Linked DNA regions of Danio rerio: region 2 is linked to region 1. Evidence: chromatin contacts called from public HiChIP or PLAC-seq data. All regions are on one chromosome and are shown on one strand. Each heading gives the region's core, a stretch centred on a gene start, on an enhancer-like site or on the middle of the called end of the contact. The rest is flanking DNA. Distances are from core to core; before and after follow the strand shown. Region 1 holds the start of hoxb6a (homeobox B6a). Region 2 holds the start of cbx1a (chromobox homolog 1a (HP1 beta homolog Drosophila)).

Region 1 (4,402 bases), core at 570-3,069:
GTCTTCATTTGTGTTATAAGAGAGTCTGGTGCCCTCTATGCCATAGTTTTCTTTTGGAGTATTTTATGATTTAAAATTTCATTCTGTCCTCTTCTCCTCCTCCTCTTCTCCACTGGTTTGTGAACAGTTGATCAGTTTGTTCTCCTTTTTCCATTTCATTCGCCGGTTTTGGAACCATATCTTTATCTGACGTTCAGTCAGGCACAGTGCGTGCGCAATCTCAATGCGGCGTCTTCGGGTCAGATACCTGTTAAAGTGGAACTCTTTCTCCAATTCTAACGTCTGGTAGCGAGTGTACGTCTGGCGACCCCTTCGACCAGCGTTACCGAAGGTCCCTGTCCATGAGATAAAAGAGAATAGTCAAACATTAACACCGTGAGCGTGTTTATTACAATGATAAATGCGTCCGGAGAAAACAGCTCGAGGGTGACATAATGTCAAGAAACTCTATTCAGTGCGATAGGTATGCATCTAAATACACCCTTCAACATTGCACATTTTTGCTATATTACATTTTTAACACACTCATTCGTGTTTCTTGAGAAAATTTGTAATAATTTTTACATTAAATAGGTCACACAGGTTTAGACTTCAATGTACTTAAATTGGGAAGTCTTAAACTATTATTTTGAGATGAGGGAAAAGCTGAGGAAATGTTATTCTACTTATTTTCGTGACAGATATAAACAAAAGATACAGGTCTATTTATATGATCCATATCAAACTTAGAATCTGAACATAGACGCCATGCGCCTACTAGTTTGAGCACTTGTCAAAGTTTTGTTTGTGACTGAAACGTGTACGTGTACACAGATGTCTGTTCACGCTGCTGGTTTTTGGTTTATTTTTGTTATAAAACACGTTACTGTCAACCGGCAGGGCTAGCAAATGATATCTTGTTATAGATAATCGACAAAACATTCAGCTTCTGTTGTTGGCACTGTTTCATAAACTATTGCGTAGTCTTTCAGAATATAATTCATATTTTCTATACTACCACGTACTGTCTATTTTTCTTATAACAAGAAGACACAAACAGCAACAGATGTGTCAAAACAAAAACAATGGTCATTTTTGTAGTAAGACATGCGGTGGTGCAGCAGCTCTTCTGTTTATAATTAGAGAAGCTTATTCGGTGATTTAAATGATATGAGCCTTGCGGCGAACATATTTCTAAACGTCCTCCCTCAAAAACAAGTACTGTACATATGAGATTTCACAGAACTTTACAGGAGTGGCTTTGCTTTCAGTATGACTACGGTAGAGAGAATGCGCATTTGCACTGTATGGGCTTCCGGCATTTTACAGTGAAGCGGTAAGTTAGGCTACGTATAGTACGCACTAGCTACGTATTAAAAATGAAAGGCAAAAAAGATAACATTAACTTACCGTTACATGAGTTCATCCGTTGCATCCAAGGGTAAACCGGCGCTGACGGCTTCTGTTCGTCGGCCTCAGGGTAGATGCTTTTCCCCGTCGAGCCCGTGCAGTCTGTCTTGCGATGATCCTGACTGAGAACGAACGAGTGCTCCTCTATGCTGGCGAGGGCGCAGGCAGGGTCCTTTTCCCTGTAAAAGCTTGCTGTCGCATAATCGCATGGACCAGCGGCGGTTGCCCTGCTGTAAGCGCCGTTCGCTTGTTGGTAAAAGGAGGATGGGTACGCCTTCTCTTGGACACTGGAACCTCCATAAGCAGCACCGGGATAGTGTCGTAAAGGGTCTGTGTATCCGGAGGAATATAACGGTATCTGTCCCAAGAAAGACTCCTGTCCTCCGGGCAGAGTCACTGGGAAAGTTGAGTTTACAAAATAGGAACTCATTGGGAGGGTACGGCTCTTTTGCTTGGTTTATGATTTGTTGTGTTTTATAGTCCAAGTGGTTTAGCTATTAGTAGTTTATCGGAGATTGGGTTTGAGTTGGGGGGTGGGGGGGTGTTCTGGGTGGCTATGTGCCAGTGCGGGACAGAGGGAAACCGTACCATCTGACCAGCCACTGACCAATAGCAAGCGGACGTGCCTGCAAAATAGCACCCTCGAGGGGGGCTGTGATTGCACGCGCCGGGGGACCCCAGAGCAGAGAGCTAGCTTTTTTTAATCCGTTCTCCCTTCCCGTTCCTTCCAATGAGATTGCACAATACGAATCACATAGGAATTTTAAAACGCTAAATTGAATACATCGACACTTTGTGCCACCGCATACAGTCTGCTTTGATCCTATCATACCATTGGAGAGTAGCGTGTCAACATACAAGCCCCGGAGTCGCCGATTTTCCTAGCATACATTATTCCGTACAGTATTAGATAATTATTCATCTTTCATTATTTGTATTTCAAATAGGTAATTTATAGGCCTTATCACACTAGTAAGTCACAATAGATATGATGATCATATTGATGATTGCGGCTTCAGCGCTTTTTCAACACTGTAATTTAATAGTGATTTATAAATGGTAAACGACGTGTTAAAGAAAACCAAAGCCTATATATAAACTGTGCAAAGTAAATTAGCCTGAGCGAAGCTATTTAACAAAAGCAAATACATGTTTAGCTGTTTATTACAAATATATAATAAAAATGAGTGATAACGTTAATTATAAATATTTATAATATCAGGTTTTTAGTTGCGAATGACTACATAACAATCCAAATGTCTCCCACAATTTGTTAAGAAAGAATTTCTGTATAGTGTTGTTAAATAAATTTTATACAAATAAAACTAAAACCTCCACACAGAATTTCGTCCAAGATGTTTCCTCCTTTACAAAAATTAATGGTTTAAGACAGCCAGCAAATAATTCAGCTGTGTTGTAGCTTTTTGTCGACGTTGCGCTGCACTGGCCGAGCGCGTGTGTTTTTCATTAACCAAAAGTACAGTTATGGTTGCCGGGTGTCCTGTCGCTATACGACCAATAAACCATTTGTGGCACAACAAGTGGATATTTTTAAAGGTGGTGCACGGAGGGTTGCGTGCATTTTACTTTCATTTCGGTTTCCTCTGACTAGGATGTTGCGTTTCCCTTCGCATTGCAGTTTTCTGTCAACGGAAAGCGTCTATTGTGTTTTCAATTGTAAAAATGAGAAAGGGGAAGAAGAGCCCGGTCGGTGTTTGTTAATTATTAATGAACAATAACTGCGATCACACGTTCTGTAAATTCTTAAACAATGCCTCCTGAGTTTGTGCTAGTTTTTTTGAGCGTAACTCAAAATACAGGCCTGGAGTGTCTTTCTCCAATTGTTAACTTCATTATTCTTCTCTTTTTACATGCATTTTTACCCTCATCGAAGAAACACAGACGCCAACAACAGTGGATTACAGTGGACTAACAGATTTTATGATTTCCTGAATAAATCTGTAAAAGTCTCTTATTTGGTCATGAGGAGAAAAAGTGACCAATTTCAGGTCCATTTGGACATGGAGTGACACGTAAATTCTGTATAGACATTCTGTACGTTCCCCCGAGCGTGGAGTGTATGTGAGTATGTCAAATGTGCATTAATACATGTGTGTGTGTTATTTTTTTGAAGTCTGTTCTGTTAAAGCGTTGCATATGTAGACCAATAAAACTTTTGTGTAGGGTTTAATTTTTGTTGATTTTACAATTTTAATGTTTTGTTTGTAAATAATTTATTAGCTACTGTGTAAAAAGTTTGATAAGTAAATGTATAAGAGCTCACAAATGCAATTTGGGATGGTGTCAGATATTTGCTTTGTATTACAAATTTTAAAAAGTAAGAGTTCAGTTCTACAAACTCAGTATGTCCGTGTGTAAGATGTGTTTTTACATTAATAATGCTTATGGTTGTCTTTGCTGCATTCCTAATATATGCCGCACGTGCATAAATTGATTTCAGTTTTTTAAGTTTGTATATTCGACACAATAATATGCTTTATGTAACTGTTCAACATTTCAACAAAATACCGGTACCTTTTTTTAGTTTGGTTTAATTACTTCTTTACATGCTTTGTGGTTGAAATGTATGTATAGCAATATATCTGGCAAATAAAGTTTCATTAACAAATGTGTGTGGATTTGACTGTCTTAAGTTAGGGGTAATCAACAAACTCCTGCCTTAATGTGTTAACACAATGTTAATTCAAGAAAGCTATTTTACATCACGAACATGGATTTAGCTGCATTGAAATCCGTGCGTCTTCATGTAGGCTTTGTTAATCGACAAAGCTGTTAGTTATGCAATATACAAAAGGCAGTTTTGGTGTGTTTAAATCATATTTCAAACACGTTTTGTCTAAAAAATAAAAGATTAAAGTGTGTTTATATAATTGTGTTTATAAGTCCATGTCATATTTCTTTAATATTATAGGGATAAACGCGTTATTGATTTTAAGAAGCTTTGCCAGTCACCCATAACAAGGGATTTCGTAGTTTGTGGATGGATAATCAT
Region 2 (4,402 bases), core at 1,218-3,717, 360 kb before region 1:
AACCCTGTGATTCAATAAAAGCAGCTTTAAGACAGAAACACTTAAGTGATTTTAGCAGCTGGAAATAATAAAACCCTCCCCACACATGTGAATAGACAACAGCAGTAAATGAGAAAGTTGAGACACCTTCGGTGACGCTGGGAGCATCACTAACTGTCTCTGTAGGTTGGCTCATGCTCATCGAGGCTCTGCGGAACCTTCCGGTTCCTTGTCAACGTCAACAGTGCTGAACAGAGTAAAAGTGTGGATTAGAGGGGATGGGGGCTCAGGTGACATCAGGGAAACAACACAAGGCAGGAAATAAAGTTACACAGTATCACTGTGGATAACAGTTCAGTAGATCTAGCTAACACAGCTTTTCATGGTACACTGCTCCCTTTTGAGTTGATTCAGTTAAAATAATGAATCCTAGCTATATTAAAAATGCATTTTAAAAATCTTACAAAACTTTTGTACTGAATTCTTTTTTGAGACCAATAATCACATTTTTCTAGTAACTGTCATTAAAACATTTTTGTGAGCTGCAATAGACCATTAAGTTGCTGACTAAATAAATCATAAACAGATATAGCATAATGAACCCTTTTCACAAGACGCATTTAACGGTCATCACAATCTTAAATTTTCTTTTGCATTTTTTAATTAGTTTTTAACATTTATTTATCTTATAAAAGCGTTTGAACATTTATGAATGTATCATATCATCTTTGCATCAGATTACAAAAAACGAATTACTGTTTATGTGTTTTTGATGCAACGTCTATGGAGTGGCACAGTAAATTTGACTTTATTTTCTCCTCTGGCTGCCGTCATCAGTCTCACTATTTTATTTCTTTTTCTGAAAGTCTTGATAACACCGTTGTGGCATTTTCTTTCTTTATTTCAGCAAATAGATTTGTAAAAAAATATTTGTTGTACTCTCTCATTTACGACATTCTAAGTTTACCCAGCTATGACGATTTCTGCTTCTGAAAAACCCCGAAAATGTGATAAGCGTCTATAACAGTCTAATAAAAACATTATAAAACATGATAATCAACAATATTTTGCACTAATATGCTGTCTAGGATGTGCCATTCTAAGATTTTTCTAGAGATTTCAGATAATCCTAATTAATCAACAGATACATGTACATATAGACAGAGAAATATAGACCTAAAACAACAACAGGCTCCCATGTTATGATTGTTAAATAAAACAATCTAAATAATTCCATCTCTGTCTGTTTTGCATAAGACCTGCAGAGTAAAAGTAAACACCCATGTAGTCATCATGGTTCATATTTTAACTTTACATTCATTTTAAACACTACTGCTAAGCATCAGCAACGTATATACATAACTACTTTATTTCAACTCATAAACAGTGTCAGGACCGCGAAATTTAAAAGAATAATTTATTTAAAATTGAAAATTATAATTTAATCACGCTTTACTCGTTCCTAACCAGTTTGACTTTCCTTTGTTGAACACAAAAGATGATAATTCGAAAAAAAGCAGGAAACATGTAACCATTAAGGTTAATACTATTTTTGTTTTTCCAACTATGGAAGTGAAAGGTTACGTGCTTTAACCAAAAAGAAACTTAAAAAAATACACGAGTGAGTAAATTTTCACGCTTGGAGTTATCCCTTTAACTCCATCGACGTGCACGCGCAGACAAGGTACTAGAATTTTCCAGTCCTTTTTCCTGCTGACACGAGTTGGTGAGGTAAAATATTCAAATATGATGTGTAATGTTACGGTGAACGCCACATAGATTTCTTTTTAAAAGTGTGTTTCCGAGATAACGTTACAGTAGTTTCTGAACGGCGCACGTGCACGAGGAAGGCGTTTCTGTCTAGCACGGATCCGAGCCAGGAGGTTGACTCTATAACACTCACAATTTAGGTCCAAAGGGTATGACACCGACGACATTATTACTGGCTTGAAAATACATGCATAAAACGCTCCAATGCACAACAAATCTAACTTTATAAATCTAAAAATAACGTTACTCCTAATATACGCGACACCGACTAACTAGCCTTGTGGCTAATGTTGCAAAAGCATGGTAGCTCACTTCTCCATGTTGACCTGGATTCGACTAAAACAAATGATAAACATTCATCAAAATACGACTAAAATTGTATTTTAAAACAACACTGCATAAAACACTCAAAACATCCACCTGTTAGTAACAAAATCGCATTTCTTGAAACACAATCAGTCCTGCAGTTGTTTTTACAATCTGCACGCAGCGCCACTTACCTGTGTATTACTGAATTAACGGCGAAAAACGCCAAAATGGGTGGTTTAGTGCAGCTAGACCGGGTTTAAATCTCGACAAACTTTAAAATCTGTCGACTGGGGGTAGAGTTTGTTTTTATTTTACCGAGCCTCCTTGGTTGAGCAGACAAAAGGTAACGCTACACGAAAGGCTCCAGCAACCCGCCAATTCGACCGAACGTGCATGGGTACGTACTACAATGGTGCATGCTGGGTGCTGTAGTTTACGTGAGTACTACAAAAATGAAATCGCATGGAACACTCTTGAGGAGGTTTCTTTGCGAAAAAAACGAAAACTTTGTGTAACCACCACAAAGCATATTCCTATACATAGGCCTATATGGTTCTTTACCTAATAGTAGCATAGACACAGGGGTGAATTTAACCCATAAAGAAAGTTAAGCCCCAGGAAATCTGAGGGCCCCACCATAATACCTAGAAGTATAAATTATACTATAAATTATATATAACATAGTTTCCTATCATATTTTGTACGGTGATCTCATTTTTAGTCAATTTAGCATAATATAAGTTCAGTGGACTCATAAGGTTAATTTGTTTCAGTTTAAAAATTTAAGGCAACCAAGATTTCTTTACAGTGTAGTTGTGAATTCATCTTAATACACGAATCGTTTCAAAAGTTTTACAAGGTGTGTTACATGTTATTATTATTATTTAGCATGAAGATAAAATGTAGAAAAGGATATCAAATGATATAAGAAAAAACAGCAAAAAATAATTAAAAAAATATTAAGTACAAAAGGTGCATGTAAGAACTTGGGCCGCTTGGCTGGAATTGCGTAGGCCTCCAAAATCACTAAATCTGCCCCTGTATAGACGTATACAATTTTAAAAACAACCATAGGCTTGTTGTTCAGAACCCAAATGCATTCTGTATCAATATAATACTTAAATGCTTCAATCCATTTACCCTCATAATGCATATATATATATATATATATATATATATATATATATATATATATATATATATATATATATATATATTCACATTCAGAGACCTTAACTAAAATCTTTAGCTATCTGCAAGTTTAAAAAATTATCATTTTAATTTTTTTAATCGATCACAAGTCAGTTACATGGTTTATGCTTTGTAATGCAACACTTGAACACTTTATCTAAAGAGGTAACAATTATATATATAATTTGAGAAACTGAATAATCTGAGATTTAAGCCATCAGTATGTATAATACAATTTGCTGAAATTAGAAGACCTTGGCAATATGTGCTGAAAAGCAAGAGTGGAAAACCTAAAAAGCTTTAAGAGAAGATCCATATTGACCTTATTCTTCAAAGCGGAAGTGCTCTCGTTTTTGTGATTGTTTTAGAACTTCTGATTTGGATGCCTATGGGAGAAACGACTAGTAATAATAAACGGCAGAAAACAATCCAACTACTTGCTCTACAAACAAGTGTTAGCATGACTATACAGACAAAGCAGAATACTATAAAAATAAAATAACAGTTTGCAACATCAAGGAGCAAAACAAGCTGTTTTTAACGTCTAAAAGTCAATGAAAGTGAATGAGACGGGAAGTCTCGAGTCAAAAAGATTTAAATGGCTGCGCCTGCTCGTACCTAAAGAATAAGGTGAATAGCTTATAGGGAGAATAACTTATCTCTCTACACTCAAGTATCCAGACTTATCTGTTTTGACAGACTCCCTCACATCTTCTGCAAGACATTAATCCAACTCTGTTTCCAGCACTTTCACACACATTTTCCCTGTGCAGGCTCAAGTTACCCCACTGCTTAAGAAACCTATGCTAAACACTTCGATGGTAGACAGCTACAGACCTCTCTCAGTCTCCCTGCTCCCTTTCAAAGCCAAAACAGTGGAAAGAGTTGTTTTCCACCAGGCTTCAACATTTCTTTCACAATAACCTGCTGAACATTAAGCAATCAGACATCAAAAGTGGCCATTCCACTGGGACAGAATTATTCACTGAAGCACCGCAGATTGCCAAAGCAGGTTTTATCAGTTCTGCTTCTACTGGACATGTCTGCTGCCTCTTATACAGTTAATTATCAGTTTTTTCTGTATACTCTCTTGGGCATTACATAACTCCCCTTGGCTGGTTTGAGTCTCACCAGTAGATGTTTCAGGGTTGAC

What was found. HiChIP or PLAC-seq counts read pairs in DNA pulled down with a chosen protein or histone mark.
Region 2: a contact with region 1 is called in an H3K4me3 HiChIP or PLAC-seq map of embryo, with 6 times the contacts expected there. The contact joins the promoter of cbx1a here to the promoter of hoxb6a in region 1. A contact is called at or near these places in 2 of 4 datasets of contacts at active chromatin or transcription factors (caudal fin and embryo).

The regions. Positions count from the first base shown.
Region 1 is chr3:22,441,017-22,445,418 of GRCz12tu, reverse strand. hoxb6a (homeobox B6a) reads right to left here and starts at 1,819. Exons shown (of 2, transcript NM_131119.1): 1 at 1,390-1,819; 2 at 79-335. The coding sequence starts at 1,819. The coding sequence ends at 79. The region is part of intron 1 of hoxb3a (homeobox B3a); the gene reads right to left.
Region 2 is chr3:22,799,624-22,804,025 of GRCz12tu, reverse strand. It overlaps cbx1a (chromobox homolog 1a (HP1 beta homolog Drosophila)), which reads right to left and starts at 2,467. Exons shown (of 6, transcript NM_199746.2): 1 at 2,250-2,467; 2 at 127-226. The coding sequence starts at 181.